Linked DNA regions of Mus musculus: region 2 is linked to region 1. Evidence: chromatin contacts called from public promoter capture Hi-C data. All regions are on one chromosome and are shown on one strand. Each heading gives the region's core, a stretch centred on a gene start, on an enhancer-like site or on the middle of the called end of the contact. The rest is flanking DNA. Distances are from core to core; before and after follow the strand shown.

Evidence for each region. Promoter capture Hi-C pulls out the DNA fragments that hold promoters and counts their contacts.
Region 2: a promoter capture Hi-C map of the HPC-7 cell line shows a contact between it and region 1, with 4 times the contacts expected there. The contact joins two enhancer-like sites. A contact is called at or near these places in 2 of 39 promoter capture datasets (the HPC-7 cell line and pre-B cells), 4 of 484 Hi-C or Micro-C datasets (the G1E-ER4 cell line and erythroblasts), 1 of 115 datasets of contacts at active chromatin or transcription factors (large pre-B cells) and 1 of 9 other capture datasets (liver).

The regions. Positions count from the first base shown.
Region 1 is chr2:170,145,207-170,151,956 of GRCm38.p6, reverse strand. It overlaps a transcript of Zfp217 not described here. Among named protein-coding and RNA genes, the nearest start is that of Zfp217, 17 kb to the right of the region's middle. Within about 2 kb of position 4,051, at least 155 of the 459 cell types and tissues checked have an H3K27ac peak or open chromatin away from gene starts, as enhancers often do. A contact at or near this core is called in the G1E-ER4 cell line and the HPC-7 cell line, where this site is marked.
Region 2 is chr2:173,043,854-173,050,603 of GRCm38.p6, reverse strand. Gm36337 (a long non-coding RNA gene) reads left to right here. Exons shown (of 2, transcript XR_375355.3): 2 at 762-920. Among named protein-coding and RNA genes, the nearest start is that of Gm36337, 3.8 kb to the left of the region's middle. Within about 2 kb of position 3,898, at least 135 of the 459 cell types and tissues checked have an H3K27ac peak or open chromatin away from gene starts, as enhancers often do. A contact at or near this core is called in the G1E-ER4 cell line and the HPC-7 cell line, where this site is marked.

The DNA.
Region 1 (6,750 bases), core at 2,802-5,301:
TAAAAGTATATATATATGTATATGTATATATATACACACATATATAAAAGTATATATATATACATATGTATATATGTATATATATATACACACACACACACACACATAGCCCTTGTTTAAATAATTTGTTATCTTCATAGTTCCTATTGCCAGCCTCCCAATAAACGGCCAGTCTGTGACTAAGGAAATAAGTCCAACCAATGAAGGTAGGTGGAGAAATATCAGTAGGGCCAGGAGGCCCGAGGTTGCTATCTAACCGTCAGGACAACATTTGCAGCTTCTGCAGACACCGCTGGCAGGCAAGGGAGCAGTGCTTGAATCCTTGACAAAGTTGCTAAGAAGGCTTCAGCCCATGAGTAACCGCCGCTGAGCACCGTTTCCACCCATTCTGTATGAACAGAACCAAACCTCCGGGCCCTGGTGAGTGTCCTTGTGTCCCAAAGCTTAGAATTAATTCACTTCAGGGCTGGGATCTCATGTAGCAACAATCTCAAGTCCCTAACTGATGATGATGATGATGGTGAATGATTCAGTATTATTATTATTTTTCAGATGGAACCTAGGTACTTGAAAGTCTCAAAACTTTGAATCATAACTGGCCTGCTGGTGCACACCTTTAATCCCAGCCCCTAGGAGTCAGAGCAGGACTGATCTCTGTGAGTTCAAGGTTAGCTTGGTGTACAAAGTGAGTTCCAGGACAGGTTACACAGAGAGAGAGAGACCCTGTCTCAAACTAGACAAACAAAAAGCTTTGACTCATTATAGATATAGATTGTAGTGTCTCCCTGATGGGTTAACATCTTCTGCTTCATGGTTTGGAAATGAAGAGAGGCCTGAACATTTTAAAATATTAAAAAAAAAATAAAGATTAGGGTAAAAATTGTTTCCTGGTTCCTCTCCCTTAAGGAACCTATATCGACACTTTGGGACACCCCATGCCCCCCTTTCAAAATTCACATTTACATGTAGTTAAATTAATTTCAATAAAATCCCCTGCTCTGCTTCATTAAAAATATGTTTTGTAGCATAGCAAGTTTCAGGCTAGAACCAGGAAGCGATGCCAAGTCTCAAAAATTAAAAGATTAAAAAATGATGCCAGGCAGTGGTGGCACAGCCTTTGATCCCAGCACTCAGGAGGCAGAGGCAGGTGGATCTCTGAGTTTGAGGCCAGCCTGGTCTACAGAGTGAACCGAACCTTGGTCCTCTGCAAGAGCAGTACACACCCTTCACCTTTGAGCTAGAGGTCTTCAGCATCCTAACCATTGGTTAGATGTGGCTATTGCCCTCTACAGATTTATAAGATCAATGTCACTTCACTCTGAATTTCTTTCACTTTGAAAGACTAGTTCACTCCTCTGCTCAGGGACTGTGTTCAATGTCCGGCTGTCTTTGCATTTTTTTCTTTTTGTTTTTGGTGTTCTAACTCAGGGCCCTTCCAGTGTCAGATGAGTGCACCCTGAGCCACTTCCTCAGTATCTGCGCAGTATTAAGTGCCCAAGGTCTACTCCAGGCAGGTCTGATTATAAAACCAATAAAAGGTGGAGAAAACTCAAGTCTGTGACTTAGGCTTGTCTAAGGGTCATAACTTAGTGGGGGCATTTTTTTTTTTGAAACAGGGTTTCTCTGTGTAGCCCTGGATGTCCTGGAACTCACTCTGTAGACCAGGCTGGCCTTGAACTCAGAAATCCACCTGCCTCTGCCTCCCAAGTGCTGGGATTAAAGGCGTGTGCCACCACGCCCCGCAGGGGCATATTTTTTGAGCATGTCAGAATTCCTGAATACAGGAAGGAGCCACTATATTTGGCCTATGATTATATCTTATAATGGAAGCTGAGTCAGGGAAAACTCTGTTTTACATAAAAATTCCAAGATCCATCATCTATCCATCCATCTATCTGTCTATCTATATACCCACATATATACATATTTATGTATTTTGGTGCTGAAGCCTGAACCAGGATCTTGAAAATCCTAAACTGGGGTTTAATGACCTAAAACACACCCTTAATTCAAGATCTATTCAAACTCAGCAAGGCCGCTGGCTCTTCACAATTCCTCTGTTAAATCTCACATGACTCTTACTTTAAGTAAATGTATTTTAGAGGGGTATGGAATCTTGTCTATGATTTCAGCACTGGGCAGGCAGAGGCAGGACAGTTGTTGAGTTCTGGGTTACAGTGTGAAACTCTGAAAATTAAAAAAGCAGATAAAGTAAAATTAAATGTATCTCAAGTATGCATTTAAAATATATCTATATAAAACACATACACACATACATGTATTTTTTTTCTCCTTTGTTTGTTTGTTGTTTGTTTTTGACGTAGGGTTTCTCTGTGTAGCCCTGGCTGTCTTGGAACTCACTCTGTAAATCAGGCTGGCCTGGAACTTGGAGATCCGTCAGCCTCTGCCTCTCAAGTGCTGGGATCAAAGGCGTGCTCCACCACTGCCTGGCATCATTTTTATATATTTTATTTTGTGAGACTTAGCCTCACTTCCTGGCTCTAGCCTGAAACTTGCCATGCAGAAGATCCACCTGCCACAGCTCGGATTAAAGGTGTGAGCCATCATGCCCAGCCTGAAATTTTCTTGTTCTGAGGAAAGATTTTTGAATATTTCCCAGAGGGTTGACTTTTTCAGTCTTGTGTTCCTTCTCACAAATAGGCATGTGCTTCACTGCCTGGCTTGAATGTGGGTGTGTGTGTGTGTGTGTGTGTGTGTGTGTGTGTGTGTGTTTACTTTTTCAGACATGATCTTGCTATGCACTCCTAGCTGGCCTCCTCCTGCCTCTGTCTTTTAAGAGTGGAGACTACAGGCACGAGTCATTCTGTCTTATTTACAGTTAAAACAAATAGAAACCTACCAGAAGGACTGCAGACAGTTTGAGGAAGCACACACCTGTGAGGCAGGGATCACGAGATTCAGATCAGCCGGAGAGAAACCCTGTCTTTAAATAAAGAGGCAAACGAACATGATGTCCTGTCCATTTGTCATGTAACATGAATCATGGCACGCGGCATGTTGAGGAGCAGATTCGGGCTTCCCCAATGTATAAAATGATACTTTTCAAAAGAGCTTGCTTATAAAACCAATTGTTGAATCAGCTGACTGTCTCCTTAGGGTTATTCTCTATTAAAACCCTCTGACCAGGAGTGGTGCTCTTTCTGTGTAATACTAGCACTTCCGAGGTTGAATGTGATTCTCTTAGGCGACAGAAACAGGAGAATTGCCATGAGTCTTACCAGGCTACACGGTGAGACCCTGTTTTTTGTTTGTTTGTTTACAAACAAAACCAACAAAAGACGAACCACAACAATAACAAAGCTCTCTGAACTTATCAAATCCAGTATCTACAAGGAAAAAAAAATGTTCTCTAAGAATTTGACATTTCCCTTAAGCTGCGATAGCTTTGCCACCTACTCTTCAAACTTGATCAATTATGCCACTTTGGATGGCTATGTAATCGAGCTTGGAAATCTCCCTCAAAGCTTTGTCTTTGGAGGACAGACCATAAACAGTTCCAGTAAATGGCACTAAAAAGGCAAGAGCTGGCCACCGAGCTTGGAATCATTTGCCTGCGAGGAGCTGAGAAAGCTGTTTTTTTTTTGTTGTTTTTTTGTTTTTTTTTAACATTATTATTATTTTTGACAGAGTCTCACTATGTAGCTAGCACTGGCTGGCCTGGGACTCACTATACAGACTAGACTGGCCTAATATTCACAGAAATCCCTCTGCCTCTGGAGGGTTGGGATTAAAGGCATGCCCTGCCAAGACAGCTATATTTTTAAATTTAGTGTTTATCTATTCCTTACTGTGATCTCCAGATACATAGCGTATGTCTGAAGTCTCAAAGCTCATTCGACATCTTTGTCTGGTAAACATTAAGACAAGAGGATATGTGTAACCGAATAGAGGAGAACACGTTAAATTAAGCGGCACCGTCTACATTCCAGGCTTTCCCACCACCATCCTGTTCGTGGACTTGGGTGTTGTGCACAGTGTGTCGGGAGAAATGGGAACTGCAGTGCCGGAAGTGGAGCTCTTCTGATACTGCTAATTAAGGAATGTGGAACCCTTCCTTTCTGAGTCAGCACCGAGGTATGTAGAACTCTGCCCTGCTCTCTGCTTACTGCATGGAAGTTTAGAAATAAAACCAGAGTGTCTTGTCATTTAGCATTTAAGAAGCAGGAAGGAGGTGCTGTGTGTGTGTGTGTGTGTGTGTGTGTGTGTGTGTGTGTGTGTGTGTGTGTATGCGCGCGCACGCTTTCTTAGATGTTTCTTGATCTTTGAAAGCCTTTATGGCAGCTGGTCCTTTTATCATCTGGCCATATTTACAACATAGGTTCTAATGACACAGTGCTGTCCCAAAAGAACATTGCATGCACCGGTACCAAGCATGGCTTTTTCAGCTGCTAAAGTTTCATAGCAAGAGAAACATCTTATTAGGTTGTTAGATCCTAGTTTTAAGTTTCTTTTTTGTCAAAGACATCTTTGATTTCAAAGGTTTTTACCGGCAGGTTTATGGAAAATAGAGAAAAACAGGAAGTGGAGAAAAGGTCATTCGTATCCCATTATTGAAAAAAAAAATGACTATTCAGAACTAGCCTGAACAAATTTGAAGTGCATGTAAATAGAATAGCAAAAAATAGCAAACTGATTCTCCTGTAACCCAGGACCCAGTTCTATAATTTCAACGTGTTAACCACAACTGTTTCAATTCAATTCTCCCGTCATCTGGTAAAGTATTATAAATTCTAATTTATCATGTCAGTTTTCTATAGGTTTCTGCATACATCTCTAAACACCATATAGCTTCACATGAATTAGTAACGAACGATGTACATTTTACAGATACTTTGTTGGTCTATTTAATTCATACTAAAACTTTCCATGATTAGAAAATCCCTTCAGTTCTTTTTTGTTTATTTATATGTGTATATGCACACACCACAGAACACATACAAAGTTGATCAAAGAACAACTTTTGGGAGTGAGTTTTTTTTTAACCTTTTTAAGTCCTGGGAATTGAACACAGGTCATCTAGCCTGGAACCCAATGTCTTTACCAGCTGAGTTGTCTCCCTGGCCTGATTTAAATTGTTTGTTTGTGTTTTTTTGGGGGGGTTGTTTGTTGTTTTGTTTTGTTGAGACAGGGTTTCCCTGCCTGCCCTATAACTAGCTTTGTAGTTCAGGCTGGCCTGGAGCTCACAGAGATCCATCTGCCTCTGCTGGGATTAAAGGAAGTCTGCCACCGCTGCCTAGTGGTTTAAATTCTTGTTTGTTTTTGTTTTCTCTTTGAGATAGTCTTGTTAGGAAGCCTAGGCTGGTCCTCTTGTCTCAGTTTCCCAATGGCTGATTTCAGACTTGGATCATCTCCATTTAAATATTTGCATGTGTACAGACACACACACAAACAAACACTTTTTCTTCTTTCTTCCTTTCTTTCTTTCTTTCTTTCTTTCTTCCTTTCTTTCTTCCTTTCTTTCTTCCTTTCTTCCTTCCTTTCTTTCTTTCTTTCTTTCTTTCTTTCTTTCTTTCTTTCTTTCTTTCTCTCTTTCTTTCTAAAAAAAATCTGTAGGACTGGAGAGATGGCTCAGTGGTTAAGAGCCCTGGTTGCTCTTACAAAGGACTAGGGTTCAATTCCCAGAACACACATGGTAGTTCACAACTCTTTGTAATTCCAGCTCTAGGGGATCTGTTATCCTCATACAGATATTTGTGGAGGCAGAACATCAGAGCACATTAAAAAAAGAAAAAAGAAACTATATAATTTTGTTTTAAGACTCAGATTGCCTCTGCCTCCCAAGCACTGGGATTAAAAGCAAGCACCGTTAGGCCCGGCTTGATTTGTCTTTTTAAAATAGTGTGATTGCATCTTGGATTTTCCATTTGCTATCAAAACTTTCTCAGTGGGCTATTAAAAATTAAAATAGGGGCTGGAGAGATGGCTTAGCGGTTAAGAGCACCAACTGCTCTTCCAAAGGTTCTGAGTTCAATTCCCAGCACCCACAGGGTGGCTCACAACCATCTGTAATGAGATCTGATGCCCTCCTCTGGTGTGTCTGAAGACAGCAACAGTGTACTCATATACATAAAATAAATGCATCTTGAAAAAAAAAATTAAGCTGGGCAGTGGTGTAGCACGCCTTTAATCCCAGCACTTGGGAGGCAGAGGCAGGTGGATTTCTGAATTCAAGGCCAGCCTGGTCTACAAAGTGAGTTCCAGGACAGCCAGGGCTACCAGAGTTACACAGAGAAATCCTGTTTCAAAAAAAAAAAATGAAATAAAATAAAGTAAAATAAAGTTTTAGTTAAATTAATTAATTAGTTTGGGAAAAAATTTTCCTGTAGCTTAAACTGCCCTGGAACTTTCTTGTAGCTAAGGATGACCTGAAATTCCTGGTCTTTCTGCTTCTATATTGCAAGTAGTGAGATTACACATATTCTGATTTTATCTATCTATCTATCTATCTATCTATCTATCTATCTATCTATCTATCTATCTGTTTATCTATCTATCTAGCTATTATCTATCTATCTATCTATTGGTTGGTTTGGCTTTTCGAGTCAGAGAGTTTCTTTGTGTAGCCCTGCCTATGCAGGAACTTGTTCTCTAGACCAGGCTGAATTCACAGAGATCCATCTGTATGTCTCCCAAATGCTGGAATTAAAAGCACCTCTGCCCAACTCTGACTTTATCTTTTATTTATGGGTGTGAGTATTTCTGTGTGTGTATGTGTGCATAGTTGTGCAA
Region 2 (6,750 bases), core at 2,649-5,148, 2.9 Mb before region 1:
CCAGCAAGATGGGAGCAGAGACAGTGTATAGGGGGTGGGGGTGGGGCGGGTATCAGAGCTGATGCTCTGGGTAGGGGGCAGCTGGTAATGCAGGAAAAGGCAGAAGTGGGGGAAGGGATGAGAGGAGAGGGCAAGGAAAGAGATTCCAACCTTTCAGGGAACAGTGTGGCAATGGGGGAGGGGGAGCCTCACTGTCAGGGCCGCCCTGTCGGTGCCTGAGGCTGGCTTTAGCCACTGGTCCCAAACTTGAACCTGGAAGGAAACTTCAGAGCTTTGACCAACCCCATCAACTCTCACCTTGGTTTTGTCTGACCTCCGCGTGTTTGTGAGAAAGTTCTCTGGCACCTGTGCCAGCTGTCCCCTCCTGTCCTCTTTGCAGGAGGACGGGGAACCCACTAGAGAGTGTGTCCTCCGGGAAAGGGCACCTCTGGAGTCACAGCTGCCTTCAGGCCTTGGGCTCTGGCACCCTGCTCTCCTCCTAGTGGACTGTGCAGACATTGGCAAGGAGAAAGGCCGGGTTTGAGTGTCCCCCAGCTGTCGGTCCCCAGGGTCAGGGTGCTCACTTGGTTCTGTGAGGATAGAGGGCATAGAGAGCTGCCTGGGTTGGTGACTGGGCTCAGCCGTTCTGAACCCACCACTGAAGGCAGATCCCCAGGGACCCCAGCTGCAAGCTGGGGCATGTCACTAAAAGCATAGCTTGCCTTTGCCGCCAAGCAGAGGAAAGAAAACAGTCCTTTTTTTGTTTGTTTGTTTATTTGCAGGTGTCCCCTGGTGACAGCACCCTCCGGAAACTGTCTGTATCTCCCTAGTACAGGACTCTGCTTGGTTTGAACCCTGGCTCTACCATGTCACCTGGTCATCAGCAGGACAGGGCTCTCAGAAAAGACACAAAGCACAGTGGTTAAAGGCACCTTACCTCAGAGCTGTGGCCGTGGCTCAGTTTGTGAAGTGTCGCTTAGGAAGTCCTGGGTTTCATTCGTAGTACCACACACACCTCTAATCCCAACACTGTGGAAGAGGAGGCAGGGTCGTAAGAAGTTCAAGGTCATCTTCAGTTACTTACCAAGGTCAAGGCCAGCCTGGGTTATATGAGACCATGTCTCAAAAGCTAAAAAGAAGATAATAGGTGGTTACAAGGCACTAGTAACTGACCTGTGTCTGCACTTTGAACAGTGTGGGCACCTCAGGGACATGTGCCAGGGCCCTGAGCTTCTCACAGACTTCTGCTGATTCTATTGTCTGGTCCTCTCTCTCTCTCTCTCTCTCTCTCTCTCTCTCTCTGTGTGTGTGTGTGTGTGTGTGTGTGTGTGTGTGTGTGTGGACATGTGTAGACACAGACCTGCTGTTGGGTATCTTTCTCTCTCACGATCCACCTCGTTTTGCAGACAAAGTCTCTATGAGCCTGGAGCTAGACAGTCTGGCCTCTGAGCAGAGCCAGGGATTCGTGTGATACCACATCTGGCTTTTCAAGGGGGTCTGGGGATTTGAACTCATGTCCCTGCCCCTCCTGTTTTTCTACAATACCATTCAGACACTGTTGCTTCTGAGTTGTCTCCTTGGCTGGGACAAGGCCATGGGGTTGGCTACACAGAAGCTGGGAAGCTTCATGGAGCATGTCTGATCCGCAGGTCTGAGCCTCAAAATCTGGTTCATTTTGGCAAAGTCTGTGGCTTTCCTTGTTTTCACTTCTGATGTAAGCAGGGTGGGCAGGGCATGTCAGACATTCTTTCCAGCTACAAGCTGTGCCCCTTCTGAGTGACAGAATAACAGAATTCCCTGGGGATGTGCAGGCTGTATGACCTCTGGGGTCACATCTCTCAATGTCACAGGGCAGGGCCCCTGAAAACCAAACTTTAAATTTGTATTGAATTCATTTATTTATTTATGCATTCATTCATTTTTTTTCCTTTCTATAGGGAGGGCACACACACACCACAGTTCATGTAGTGGTCAGAGGACAAGTTCCACCAGGTCACTTGGTGACAAATACCTTAACCCTCTGAGCCTATGGAAAGGCCAAGTGCCCGCCCTAGTCCCCGCCCCAGCTCCGTCATCTAGACGACCCTCCCACCCCGTGACTGAGTGAGTTCTTCACTGGTACTGGTCGTGACAAACCAAAGCCACCAAGGCTGAGACAAAGGAATTGTCTCCTGCTCTTGGATCAGCAAGTCCAGAGCCACGGGAGTATCAGGTGCTTTTCCTGGTTGCAGGGACCACCACCCCAGCCGTCTCTCTCCTGGAAGTCCAGAGGCCAGAGGTCAGAGCAAGCCACTCCACCAACTCACTACGGTGCCGGAACCCTTTCTCTCTTCCGTAGTCATCTTTTGTGTCAGATGCTGCGTGGGCAGGAGGTCCTGACTCACCACCCCCACCCCGAGTCCCACCATTGCATAGCTTTCTGCCACCTCATGGGTGTGAGTTAAAGATCCAAGTCCTGTAGGCACCCATGCACCCTGCTGGTGCCCATGCTGGTGGGATCGCTGCCACACTCCTGGAAGCCACCAGTACTCGAGTGTGGAGCGCGTCACTTTCCTGGGTGAGAGACACTCACATCCATCCTGTCTGCCTTGGGTCCCCACACAGCCATGCACACTCCTCCCCACCCCCCATAGTTCCAAAACCCAGCCTTTTCCACCCCAGCTTTCCAGCATTTGGAGACTGTCCTGGCCCCTGCGGTGTTTGTGTCCCTGGCCTCCAGCAGGTGGTCATCTGTGCTTACTATGGCTCCAGATTTCACTGGTGTCGGGGACTGACTCCCTGGGAGACGCCCTGGACTACTGCAAACACCTCCAGCCTCTGCTCCCTCCCAGTCATCCGAACCTAACCAGACAGAGCGACCATCCATGCATGACTGGTGCCTCTCTGGGTGGCAGAGCGGCTCTTTCTCCATATTTGGAGTCACTCCTGTCCTGGTGACCCACAGAGGCTTCTCTAGGCTGAAGCCACCTAGTCTTCAGCTTGTTGGCCAATTGCCAGGCAGCCCCTGTCCTATCCACCCCACCCCCCCCCACACACACACCCCACCACACCACACCACACCACACCATACTTTTCTAAGCCTCAAGCTCCTCCCACACACTCCTGGGTTCCAGAGGTACTGACCAGAGATCTCTGCTCCCCTCTCCCCCAATTTTTTTTTAAAAAACATTTATTTATTTACTTATTAGGTAGGCCAAGCCCTGTTGTGAATGTGGAGGTCAGAGGACAACTCTTGGGAGTCAGTTTTTGCTTTTCACTGTGTGGGTCCTAGGATCAAACTCAGGCAGAGCCATATCGTCCCCTCCCCTTAAAAAAAACACTCCAAAGTTTCCCAATGGTCAAGCCTGTGTGGCCTCATATTCTATGGGGCCAAAGTTGACTTTTGAGCTTCTGACCCTCCTGCCACCCCCACCCCCAGTGCCCTGGTTATAGCTATGCACCATGCCCGGTCTATGCATCATAAGGAATCCAACCGAGGCAAGCACATGCTAGGCAGACACTCTACTAACTGAGCCGCATCCCAGCCCCTGGCTTTTTCTTAAATTACCATTTGTGGTTTGAACTTCCACTTCCCCCACAACTGTGCTCTGGCCTCGCAAGGTCAGGGGCCCTATCTAGGTCCCCTACTCTTTTGCCCTGGGTCTACCACGTCGTGGGTCTGGAAGACCCTCAGGAAACACAGGGTCCTTGGAGGAAAGAACGGTCTGGCTGCACTCCCTCCTTCAGTCCAGGATTCCGGAGGCTTGGAGACACAGGAGGCTGGGTGCTTTGTGCAGCCTGCTGCTAGCACAGCTTGCAGGTGCCCCTGGCCTAGGCACGAGGGGAAGCAGGTGGGAACTTCCTTTCAGCTCAGGAAGGAGCCACAGGCCCAGCCACGCCCGGACTCTGAGCCGGAGAGGCTGTAGCTCTAAATATAGCCAAAGGCTGTGCAAGGAAGTGGTGGCTTTGATTACCAGAGGTTCAGCCCTCTCGGCGGTGAGCACTGTCAGCCCCAGGAAAGAAAATGGAGAAATGAACCCCTCACTGCGAGGCAGGGGTGTCTGGGTGCTTCCTGGGGACAGCAGGGTTCGCCGAGTGAACCCCCGAGAGCAGAGTGGTCCCTGTGCTCTGAACCAGCTTAGAGGCTCTGGGCAGGACAGAGAGACTGAGGTGTGGGTAGGGAAGGGAGTCCCTTAAGCTGGAACCAGGGCGAAGCCTCTTAAGGGCAAGCGTCCAGGAGTCACCTAGGGTTGGTGGCATATGCCTCTAATCCCAGCACTTGAGAGGCAGAGGCAGGAGTTCAAGGTCAGCTTGGTCTACAGAGAGAGTTTCAGGAGTCAGAGAGAAACCCTGTCTCGGGGGGGGGGGGATGTTAAAATAGCAACGAGCTGTGCTTAAGGCCTAAGTATATATGACCTTTGTGTATAACCTGACTCCTTTCCAAGGAGTAAACTTACATTGCTCTGAGGACCTCACAGGCAGACTCTGAACTGTTCACAATGCACACATCCTCCTGTGGCCACGGCTTCACCCCACAATCCCATCAGTGGACTCTCAAACACCCTTTGAGAGGGAGCTGCAGAAGCCCCCAATTCCGATACATGGCTACTGTAAAGACATCAAGGGCTGGAGAGATGGCTCAGTGGCTAAGGGCACTGGCTGCTCTTCCAGAGGGTCTTGGTTCTGTTCGAAGCACCCACTGTGTGTCACTGCAGTTCCAGGGGGCCAAGAGCTCTTCTGCCCTCCATGGTCATGGCACACACATGATGCACACACACTCCTCAGGCACACATACATACCTGTGAATAAAAGTAAATACACCTAAAACTGAAACTATACACATTTCATCCCACGGGTCTCTCGAGAAGCACACATCCACGGTTCTAGAGGTTGTATTCAGCTTTTCCTAAGGGACTCTTGTCTTTCCCCTTACCACCTGTGCTAACGTCTGTGTTAAAAATCTCTTCATAAACTCCAAGTTTGCTTCTTTTTGTTTGAATTTGGGTTTTTTGTTTTGTTTTGGTTTGTTTTTTAACTTTATTTATTTAATGCATGAGTGCTCTGCTGCATATACATCTGCCTGCCTGAAGAGGGCATCATATCCCCCTATAGATGGTTGTGAGCCACCATGTGGTTGCTGAGAATTGAACTCAGGACCTCTGGAAGAACAGTCAGTGCTCTTAACCGCTGAGCCATCTCACCAGCCCTGTTTGATTTTGTTTTGTTCTTTTTGTTTTCTGTTCAAGCCAGGGTTTCTCTGTGTAACCCTCGCTGTTCTGGAACTCCGTCCTGGAATTCACCCGTGGCAAGCGAGATGCTCCAAAGAGTCTGCACGGCCGTTCACTCAGTTTATGGCAAAACAATGGAGTCCTGACCGCATGAAGGGTGCACGGCAGAATCACCAGCGTGCCACGCAGGCTTGTACCCCCTATCCTCATGATCTGGCGATGTGGACAGTCACTTGAAGTCGCATGAAGTCACGTGAGATCACATGTACATGGAACATGCAGCCGTGTCCCAGAGAGACAGCCAACACAACGGCCTTGAAAAGACTGTCTACAACGCAGAAAGACATGAATCCTGTCCACTGAGTCACCGTGTGCATGTCACACGCCCTCTCTGACTCTTGGTCCTCTAATGGGAGGGGCTGCCTCCAGAGCCTACAGAGAGAAAGGATGTGGAGTCCTGCCTGGTCACACAGAGCGGGGCTGGCACCGAGTTCATCTGCCTGGAGAGGAGTGAGCTCTCCGTAGCTGGGCCGCTGGGTCAGGAGGCTCCCAGGGAGCTGGGGACTCGGTGTCCTTCCTGAGGGCCTTGTGGGGGTTGGAGGCTGGCATGTTCAATGGCTACTTTTTGGCCCGTGTCCTCAGGTCACTTGGGGCGGTACCAGGCAGGCTGGCCTATACCCAAGAGCTCGTCCCAGTCTGGCCTGTGACGCAGACTCTTGTGAGCAGTGGCCTCTTGTGGAAGGGAAGGTCCCCAGCCAGGTCTTCGGTGCTTTTAGTCCGAATAAAGCTTGGGAAGGAAGGAGCCTTTTCTCACCAGCCAGGAGAGGCTCTTGGAAGGCCAGGGTGAGCAGGGACCCCAGGGTTAGGCGATACATTCCCAGCAGCTGAAAGGAGACCAGGCACAAGTGGGGAGACTCTGGCTGTCAAGGGCAGAGTCCTTTGGGAACTGTCATGGGCTTTCTTCCTGAGTCCCTGGGAAACCAGAGCCACCGTATGTCACATGTATGTCACATGTATCACTTCCGGCAGGGCCCCACTGACTCTTCAGTCTTCCTGGCTCCTCTTACCAAGCTTCAGCCACAGAGGACACACCCCTCCCCCTCCCCACTCTCCCTCTCGATGCCCCTGCATCCCAGAACTCCCTCATTGCTGAGCCCTTGCCTGGAATGCTGTTCCCTTTGGGAGCCGGGCTCTGTTCCCCACGCATGCTTGCGGCTGCTTAGGGCAAACCCTGGCCCCTGGTGTGTATATGTGACTCAGTGTTCTTTTTTTTTGTTTGTTTTCTCTGTAGAGCCCTGGCTGTCCTGGAAGTCACTTTGTAGACCAGGTTGGCCTCGAACTCAGAAATCCACCTGCCTCTGCCTCCCAAGTGCTGGGATTAAAGGCGTGTGCCACCATGCCTGGCTTTTTTGTTTGTTTGTTTGGTTTGGTTTGGTTTTGGTTTTGGTTCTCACTATTCTTTTGACCAAAAGAGTCTAAATGCTAGGCTCCAGGAGAACTGGGCAGGGGCACATCCTAGACCCCCGAAGTGACCCATCCCCCCTCAGGGGCACTTGCTGAGCAG